Regions from separate parts of the Callithrix jacchus genome. Here region 1 is linked to region 2. Evidence: chromatin contacts called from public Hi-C data. All regions are on one chromosome and are shown on one strand. Each heading gives the region's core, a stretch centred on a gene start, on an enhancer-like site or on the middle of the called end of the contact. The rest is flanking DNA. Distances are from core to core; before and after follow the strand shown. Region 1 holds the start of PSMD1 (proteasome 26S subunit, non-ATPase 1). Region 2 has its middle 26 kb from the start of ITM2C.

The links. Hi-C and Micro-C count contacts between places; a contact is called where the count stands out from the background.
Region 1: a contact with region 2 is called in a Hi-C map of induced pluripotent stem cells, with 2.0 times the contacts expected there. The contact joins the promoter of PSMD1 here to the enhancer-like site in region 2. A contact is called at or near these places in 2 of 3 Hi-C or Micro-C datasets (induced pluripotent stem cells and skeletal muscle).

Annotation. Positions count from the first base shown.
Region 1 is chr6:152,510,521-152,515,386 of calJac240_pri, forward strand. PSMD1 (proteasome 26S subunit, non-ATPase 1) reads left to right here and starts at 1,947. Exons shown (of 25, transcript XM_002749882.7): 1 at 1,947-2,113. The coding sequence starts at 2,098.
Region 2 is chr6:152,354,503-152,359,476 of calJac240_pri, forward strand. No RefSeq gene overlaps it. Among named protein-coding and RNA genes, the nearest start is that of ITM2C, 26 kb to the left of the region's middle. Within about 2 kb of position 3,364, at least 2 of the 16 cell types and tissues checked have an H3K27ac peak or open chromatin away from gene starts, as enhancers often do.

The DNA.
Region 1 (4,866 bases), core at 697-3,196, 150 kb after region 2:
TCGAAGCTCCTTACCTTTTGCCCATCTCACAGGTTCACGCGAGGCTCACACGGGGCTGTATCAGTGACACACACATCCAAGTGGAAGACAGGACTGTCCTCTCCTCTCTTTACAGAATGCCTTCTCCATGAAGAGCAGAGGTGGCACATTGTCCGCCTCTCTGTTTTAAAACATGTCGAATTAGTAGCCAACATTTAAAATTCTGGAGATATTGCATAGAATTCTGATTCCTGGCTTCTCTTAGAAAAAGCCCAAGTCTTCCAACAGTCACCCTGCGTTCTTGGCAGGAACTGAGTAGCACTGCTCTCTTTCGAGTGGTCACTTCCTCTTCATCACAGTCCCCACCACCCGTAATGCCTCCTGGACACTGTTAGTTGCCATTCACCATCCCATGGAGCTCGTATTTTCCTGATACAAATAAAAGGGGCTGCTTTACTCATGTTCATTACCTGCTGGCATTGGTTTGTGACTCCTCTAGGGTGCGGGCCCACAAGTGTGTTCTGTGAGGGCTCGATGGAAGTGCCCCTGGAGAACAATATCCCAAAATCATCTGCTTATTTTGCATGCACATCTTCTCGAGCCTTGCCCTTCGATTTGAGCCACGGGCTCTTCAGAAGCGTTCAATCATTATATTTCACATATTTTAAACAACCACAGTTCAAGAATTCTATTTTCTTTTTCTTTTTTTTTTTTTGAGTTGGAGTCTTGCAATGTCACCCAGGCTGGAGTGCAGTGGTGCAATCTCAGCTCACTACAACCTCCCCCTTCCCAAGTTCACACAATGCTCCTGCCTCAGCCTCCTGAGAGGCTGGGATTACAGGCGCACACCACCACACCTGGCTAATTTTTTGTATTTTTAGTAGAGATGGGGTTTCACTATGCTGGCTAGACTAGTCTCGAACTCCTGACCTTCTGATCCACCTGCCTCGGCCTCCCCACACCCGGCCAAGAATTCTAATTTTTAAAAAAATCCACACATACAACAAAATGTGTTGTCAAGCACATTTAATTCACCGGCAACCACAAGACATTAATTGTGCCCCTAGGTTAGGTAGAAGGCCATAGAAATGAACTTGCCATCGCTGTCCAGTTTGGCTTGATAGTGCAAGGCCAGTGGCTTTAACAGATGCTACCGTTTGCCACTATTCTTTGTCAAGACTTTGTCAGTACTGACTCTTGAAATAAATTGGCCACTGAAGCTGTTATAAGACTGCAAATGGCCGTTGCAACTACCGTTTCAAATTTCTAAAGATGTAATAGAAACGAGAACCCACTGCCATCAGGGGAAAGAGGACCTGGGCAGATGGAAGGAAAAAATGAGAATGGAAGACATTTTTTCTCCCTTGGAAAGGCTTTCACCATGTAACTACCGCACATTTTAGTACATGGGTAACACTGGACAGTATTCCAAAAGTAAGTAAAAACTTTCATTGTTCAGCTTTATAATAAACCATGATTACTTGTGAATTTATTATGATAATAAAGCACTTCTGTGAGGTTTTTAAAAATTTTTTGAAGTTAGGCATTGCTTTAGAAAACAATTAAAAACCACTTTTCTAAGAAAACGCAGTTTGTGGCAGCCCCAATTCCGCAGGTATTGGCTGGTGAGAGATGTGCTGCAGCGAGACCTCCCAGCAGCAGGTGGCACTGCGCGCCCTGCTCGCACCTCCCCTCAACACCCTTTCTCTCAGCAATGGCGGGTGATGGTGGGGCCCTCTCTTTGCATGGGTGGCCATTCTAATGCCTAACCTCAGGTGCAGACCAGTGTTGCCACCGTGCGAGAGTCCTGACCTCTAGGAGGGTTAAAGAAAACAATGATGTTCTCCGTGTACCCTTCCGCGAGGACTCAGGAGGAGACCGCGGTGCAGAAGACGCAAGCCAGGAGAGAATTCGCGCCGGGCGGCAGGCGGGGCGGCGGGCAGCCCCGGGGCGAGCGGGGTCCTGGCGAGAAGCGAGCCGGCGGCCTGAGGAGGCGACTGACTGAGCAGCGCACCCGGGGAGCGAGGAGGCGCGGCGGAGTGAGTGGGCCCTGAGCTGACAGATACAAGGCGCGGCTGGAACTGCAAGCGAGCCGACCGGCGAGTGAGGGGCACAGCCATGATCACCTCGGCCGGTGAGTGCGGCCCCGAGCAAGCGCCGGGAGGGAGGAGCCGCCGCTGCGCCGGCTTTTAGCTGAGTCAGGGCCGGTGACTGGGCGCCTCCCGGCGAGGCGCCGGCCTGTGCAGCTCCTCACTGGCCGAGGCCCGTCCTCGGGCCAGGGGCTGGGAGTCTGGTCAGGCCACTGCGTGCTCCTGTGGCTTGAGGGAATGAGCCGAGTCGACCGCCTCGGCATCCCTCCCCAACCACACCCCCGTGCCAGGACCCGAGGGGTTCCTGGGCCTTCCCCTGACCCCAAAAGGGTTTCCGTTTTTTCTCTGCCTCCCATTCCTGGCCATGTGAGGTTGTCCAACCCCAGCCCTTCCCCGGAGGGGGTCGGAGTGGGATGGTCCCCTGTGCCACTGAACAGCAAGACAACCCCCGGGCCAGGCAGCCTAACTGCTGCATAGGTGCTTCTGGACGTGGCCGAGCTCCCTTCTCCGTAGAATGAAACCTGAAGTTAGGTTTGAGGTGGGTCGTTTCTGGGTCTGATCCAAGGATATTCATTCAAAGCACCCGGAGAACTCTTGTTTTCGATGAAGACCCTGAAGACGCCTTGGAGATACCTTTATACCGCGAGCCTCCTTACCCTTTCGAGGTTCTGTGCTCGGTTATGGATTTTCCATTCAAGGAAGAACGGATGGGTCTGCGGAGCAGATTGCAGACACGCAAACCATTGCATAGGTGGATTCTCGCAGTGACATTTGCAGTGGAGGAGGTCACAGAGATCGAGTTTCGGTTGGAGAAGCAAGCTCTCTCCTACATGTAGCTGTCAGAGCTCTTTTCCTTTGCCTGTTTACCTGCCTTTTCTTATTTTCTTACTCTGCTTAACCCGCAAAAAAGCTTTTTGTTGTAAACAAACTGGTGAGCAGAAGACAGTGTCTGTGTGTTAAGGTGATCAAAACTTTGTTTTTCTGGGGATGGGTTAAGGCAATTAGTGGTGATACTGGGAGACAGAGTAGTTATTTTCAGGCATTTGAATGGGTGTCGTTTGTACCTGGAATAAGACTTTTTGTCCCCAAGGGATACAGGTGATCCCGAGATGAATATTAGTTCAGTATTGGGAAGTTTTTCCAGTCAGAGCTTTGTAAAGATCAAATAAACTCTCAGTTTCTTGCCACCTCTAGGCCTCATTCTATTTCACATCCATCCGTTACCACTGTTTCTTCTAACGTGGCCCAAACCTTCATTCATCTCTTGTTTGGGTTACTGTATCCGCCGTAAGGCTTTGTTTTTCGACAACTACCTCCATACAGTCCGTTTCTCTTGTGGAATGTGCTTTTAAAAACTTTAGTCATATAATACTTTGCTTAAAATCCACCAGTGCTTCCATGGCCTTTAGAGCAGCGTGTCCAACCCTTTGAGTTCGAGGACTTCTTATCTGTGGTGGCGTATATGAAAATTATACACAAATCTTTTTCTTTTTTCTTAGCTCATTAGCTATCATTAGTGTTAGTGTGTTTTATGTGTGGCCCAAGACAATTCTTCCATTGTGGCCCAGGGAAGCCAAAAGGTTGGACACCCCTGGCATAGAGTAAAATCCAGACTCTTAAACAAGGACCCCCATGATCTGATTCCTGCCTTGTCTTGTAGTACTGTCTTCTTCCCTCAATACGGCCTAATCACACTGGCCTTTTTGCTCCTTCATTATGTCAGTTTCTGTCCTATCTCGGGGCCCTGGCACATTCTGTTCTTTTCTAGTCTTTTCTTCCTCAGGTTTTCCCTTAGCTTCTCAATCTTTAGTCTCAACTCAAATGTTATTCTTCCCTGATCACTCTATTAAAATGCGCTGACTCTCTCTCCATCACAGCTCTGTAATTGCCTTGTTTGTTTACTTGCCTGATTACTCTCTTTCTCTCCCTGGTAGAATATTGAACAGCAAGTTTGTTTTCACAATTCTTAGAACACTGCTGAGAACATGGCAGAAATTCAAAAGTATGTCTTGACAGAAGAGCTCAGCCAGCCAGTCATGGCAGTTAATCAGTCCTTTGAGTTTTTAATGTAGAAATTGAAAAAGCATTTGGTGACAATACAATAGACTAAGCCTCTTTAGGACGGCAAAACTAGTAATTTTTGAGGTTGTATCCTGAGATTCTGTGATGATCGTATAGTGTATATTTATGACTGTGATTCACGTTTATTGGATTACTTGTCAACTTCTGCTCCAAGTCTTTTGTCACCTTGTTTTCTGTTCTATGGCTCATGTTTATTTAGAATTTGTCCCAGGTGCTAAACAGGCCAGTGTCTTGGTTCTGGTGTGGATTAGGCAGTTTGTTCATTCATTTATTGACCAGGCAATTGCTAGGCACTAGCATACAGTGGTGAATAAGTGGTCAACATGTTCTATTCAAGAGGTTTGACTATGCAAGGGAGTAGAGAGATAGAGGTCGGTGCCTACTGTAGGGAGACGTGAAACTGAGTGAGGGTTTTGTTTTGTTTTGTTTTAAACAAAATACAGACACATAAAGGAAAGTTGTGCTAAGAAACTTTAAAACAATAGCCCCCCCACCTCATGTTCCCTATCCTGATCCCCAGGGGCAACTGTTCCCAACTTTTAAGCTATGTCTTCTGGAACATACCTCCATGTTTATAAATAACATCCAAATATTTCTGTCAATTGATTCAACAATTTTTAGATGGGTAGCTGCTCAGTTCCTATAATGGCATTTAGCATCCGTAGGCCTTTCCCGTCCTCTCCTCTCTCCAGAAGAGAGTTCTGTTTTGTTTTTA
Region 2 (4,974 bases), core at 2,114-4,613:
GTTTCCTCCTTGGAGCTAACCGCCAGGATCCCCCCATTCGTGCAGCCTCATCGGCATCTGATTTCTTTTTCCTTGGACTTGTGGAGTCTTTATCTAGATATGGAGGAGGAGAAGTGGAGAAAGGCAAAAGGGGAGGAAAACCTCATTAGGTCTACAGATGATTTAGACCTTGCAGGCCCCCCAGTGGGCATCTGCGGCAGCTGGTTCTAAACAAAAGACGGGCTGCCATGGGGAGTCTGACCCTGAGGCCAGTTGCACCTCCTAACCCTCAGCTGAGCTGGGAGTTGAGGGAGCAGGACATGAAAGGAAGTTGAGCAGCCTCAACTTGGGGTGAAAGCTCAGAACTTTGGATGACACCTTATGCGTCAGTGGTGGCAGAGCAGCCCTGGGGCTTGGTGGCAAGACAGTGGGCTCTGGACTACCAGACCTGAGCTTGAATCCCATTTCTGCCCTTTACTGGCTGGATGACTGTTTTGGTTATCTATTTCTGCATAACAAATACCTCCAAACCTCGTGGCTTAAAAGAGGAATCATGTGCTCAAGATTTTCCAGTTTGGAAGGGCCGAGCAGGGATGACTTGTTTGTGCCCTGTGTGTCATTATCTGAGCTGTCTTTAGGGAGGCAAGAAGATCTACTTCAACGACAGCTTCCTATCAATTCAGAGCCCAGCTGGGACTGTCAGCTGAGAGCCTCAATTCTCCTCGAAATAGTCCTCTTCTCTGAATAGTCCCCTCCTTGTGCCTGCTTGGGCTTCCCCACAACATGGAGGCTGGGTCCCAAAAGGGAGGAGGAAGCTGTCAAGCCTTCTTAATGTCTGGGCTCTGAAGTCCCAGAACATCATTTCCCCTGCATTCTGTTGAGCAAAGAAGTTGTGTGCCCATCCTAGATTCAAGATGAGGGGACATAAGCACCACCTTTTGAGGGGAGAAGAGGTGTGTGTGTACAGGGAGGGCAAGATTGTCTGTGGCCATCTTTGGATACTAGCTACCATAGCAAGCATGAGCAAGTTATTCAATCTCTCCAAGTCTCAGTTTCCCACTCTATAAATCAGAAATAAGAATAGCTATCTCACGTGGTTGTTGATAGCATTAGAGAAGTTCTCAGTGGAGCCCACAACAGTCGGAAGCATGTGTCTGTACCGCCCACGGCTCAAAAGAAATTCACTCTCACTTAGACAATCCTGAGCACACACAGCGTCCAGACGATGGTGGAAAACTTCTCCCACAAGTCTTTCAGCACCTGCTGCTGCCACCTCCTCTGTCTCTGCCCCCTCCCTGCCCCTAGTATCCTCACCCGCCAAATCCCCTCAGGCTTTTCTCCCCTTCTTCCTTTGAGTCACCCTGGAGATGCAGCAAGTGTAGAGGAATCTGGTCTTGGCTCTGGGTGGGTGTTTAGGCGGTGAGTCTCCCAGGTTGGGACCCATTGCTCCCTCCTACAGAACAATGCTCGCTGCACCTCTAGCTGCTCCTCAGGTGAATGCCCCTAGCTTCATTTTCTTGGATGCTCTGGAGGGCTCCCCATTGTTGTAGAAGTAGGGAAAAGGAGAAGGCTTCTAAGAGGAGGCCAGTCCCTGGCCCAGCCCCAGCCCCAGCCTGGGCAGCAGCTGAATCTGCTGCAGTTTCCGTGTACAGCAGCCTCCTCTCGAGCATGGGGCCCATCTGCAAGCTCCCAGCCCATGACCTGACCATGCAGTTTCAGTGGCAAGTCAGGGGGCAGGGCTGACCCATTCTGGGGGAGTTCCCGGACCTCTCTGGATTCAGGCAGTTAGAAGCAGTAGCTGCAGCAATTGGATGGAGCCCTGTGTAATTTGGGAAATGGGGAGGCTCTAGCCGGTCTGGAAAGCAAAAGCCCATTCTTTCTATTTTAAAATAGAAAACTTTTATTTTCTATCTCTGGTGTTCAGAGATGCCTGGTTAATGGGGGCCTGGGCTGCCTAGAGAGCTGTGGAGATGGGGGGGCCTTACAGCAGGAGGGCGGGAGGGGATAACATGCATCCTGTTTCAGGAGTGCCCCTTTCTCTAGGCCTCATGGAGGGTATCCAGGCTCCCTGACCACCCAAGGGACCCAGGCCTGCAATCCCAGGTTGAAACCCAGGCCCACCCAGGTTGTTTCTCCCTTAGGTGACCCCTCGAAGCAGAGCTGTCCCTGAACTCCTGATTCTGGTCCACTGTTACCCGGGAGACCACTGTCCCCAGGCATCCCCAGGCCAGGCTGTGCTGAGCAGAGGCTGTGCCTCCAAACCCAGGAAGGCTTCCAGTTGGATCGCCTCCGACTTTGTCTTCTTCTTGCTGCTGGTAATAAAACTCACATTTACCAGAATTGAGGCAAACAGAGTGGAAAGAACAGCATTTCAGTGACTTGCACCAAGTCCCAGGGCTTTAGTGGCCCCAGTTGGGCAGCCAAGAGCCTGGGAAATTAGATGCCCTGGCTCAGGAGGGCTATGTTCCACCAGTTTCACACATTGTCGCCCCTCCTTGGGGTCTCGGGTGCACGGCAGGTGCACGGCAGGCGCAAACACCACGTTCCCTGAGTCCGGGAGCTGTGAGGACACCCCCACCACTTCCACTTCCATTTCTGCACAGAGGTGTTGTCACAGTTTTCCAAATTGTGACGAGAATTTCCTTTGTGCATGCCATCATTCAGCTCACCCAGGCTGCAGACTGGGATGGAACCAAAACAGAATTGAGGAAGGAGAAGGGTCAGTCACGCATTCAACACCTATTCTTGAGCCTTGTTATATGCTGAGCCCTGTTGGGGACTGGGGACAGAGATGAGCAGCATGCTGGCCCTGTCCTCTAGGATTTCACAGACCTAGTGTCCCCAAGACAGCCCAGACTCTCCTGCCTCTTTACCTGGGTAGACCTGTTGTCTAGACCAAGTCATAAATCGGGCTTTTGGAGCATCACTGAGGAGCCTGCGGGGCGGTGGGCCCCGGGGCGTGTGCTGAGCATGGAAAGCTGAGCAAGAAATGAGCCCTCCTCTCCCCAGGAGGGCGGTCTAGAGGGGCAGAAGAAACTGGAAGTTTTGGACGGTGTGCTAAGTGTCGGGATGGGGGGATTCCAGGGCTCTGTGAGGACAGGTATGCCCACCCAAGCAAACCAGGGGACCCACGTGTTTGAGTCGTATTAAGTGGTATACTGTGTCATCAAGGACAATGTCTTCACAGGTTATTTAACCTTGGCAATGTTCCCGTCAGACTTCCTGTTCAGATAGAAGATGACTGGCCCCATACACAGCCGCTGAGGGTCACCCTCTCCCTCCCCAGCCCTGGGGGCCAAGAAATGGGACTAAGCTCCTTGGATTTATGACCTTCTGGCTCCTGCAGAGAGAGGAAGGTTGGGGCTTGACCAGGACACAGTGAGCTGGACAGATGCCTGTACCGTGTAGGCTTGAGACCACATTCTTCTTCTCTGGCTGTGGGCTGGGGCCGGGTGGACATGGTTCTCCTATGATGTTCTGCCACCCAGGTGTTTGCCACCCTCTCCAGGTCCTTTGGCAAAATTTCAAACCAAGCTGTTTGACCTTGAAGCTCCACCCACATCCACACCCTCAGCTGTGTCAGAAACTGTCCACTACAGGCAAGACGACAGGGGAACTGGAGCTTATGACTTCTGTTCAGCTTTATTAAATATTTGCTGAGCAAGTTTTAGAAGAGCTTTCAGGATTCCACAGAGGGGACTAATTCCACCTTTTCCTTTTAGGAGGGGCTAAGGACTGTCTCACTAGAGATGGCTGACCTTCCCTCCACCCAATGATGGCTCCAGTCTGATGGTGCCTGGCCGCCTGATAATCTCTTTGTGCAAACATCAGGAAGCCCTAGTCTCAGCTTTAGAGGCGTGTTCTCGATGAGGGCAGTGATGACTCAGTTTATATGACCCCATGCTCTCAGGTTCCCTTTCTGTCAGACACTTCTAATGTGCTCCTTTAGACCCTCTCACTTATCTGTGAGCCATTGGCCACTGGCCCCAGCCACGGCTGAGACTACCATGGACTCAGACAGGCTTCACTCAGGCATACCCAGTAGCCCCTGCCTCAGGTCCCAGCTGTGCACCCCTTAGGCTTGCCCAGACATTAGGATGGGAGACGCTGAACCCACCCATGCATGGCCAGCAAGTAGGCGCAATCAACACCCTTCAGGTGATCCAGTGCAAGCTGGGAGCCTATGCACAAATTCTCCCTTTCTCCCAAAAGGATGGCTCTGAGAAACATTTGTGCAGCTTCCCAGGGGATGATCCTCAGGATTGAGCAACTAGTTATGTTTGTTACCAACCCATAACACATGCTGGAGTTGGCTCCCCTTCCTTCTCAGCTACATTCCCCTCTCTCACGCCTGCTCCCCGGGGCCACCTCCCTACCAAAGGAGTGGCACAGAAGCCTTTGCTTCCCACTCTGCTTCCCAGGAAACCCAAACCAAGCCACTTTGAGTTCTGTCCAGAGCTCCACTTCCACTCCACGGGTCCTCTCAGAACCACAGTCAGCACTCAACGTGCCTCTAAGATGGGCGTGTGATCCTGGCTGGCCACTCCCGAGGGTGTGGATGTGGGTGGAGCTCCAAGGTCAAACCAGGCATGTGATCCCGGCTGGCCAGTTCCTCTGGCCACAGAACTTGGCTCAGGAACTGACAGGTGACCAATCTGAGTTTTCCCTGGGGGCTAATACATAGACACCAGGGATCTCATGCACCAAGAAGGCCACTGCCTTCCTCCTGTGCCAGAGATGATTCTGTCTCATCCAACCAATGGACTCCAGCTCCCCAGAAAGCCTTTCTCCATCATCCCAGCTCCCCAGGATCTTAGCTGCTTCACTGGTAACACCCAGAATCCTCAGCACAACTGCTTCAACCAGGTACTGCCTTGCTCCTTTGCACGGTTGTTAGGTTGTTTGAATCTGTTATGCAGCCGGTTATGTGTGTGCCTATTTCTACTAGGCACACACGGTTCTACCTGACAAACCACAGTGGATTCATTGTGCAAT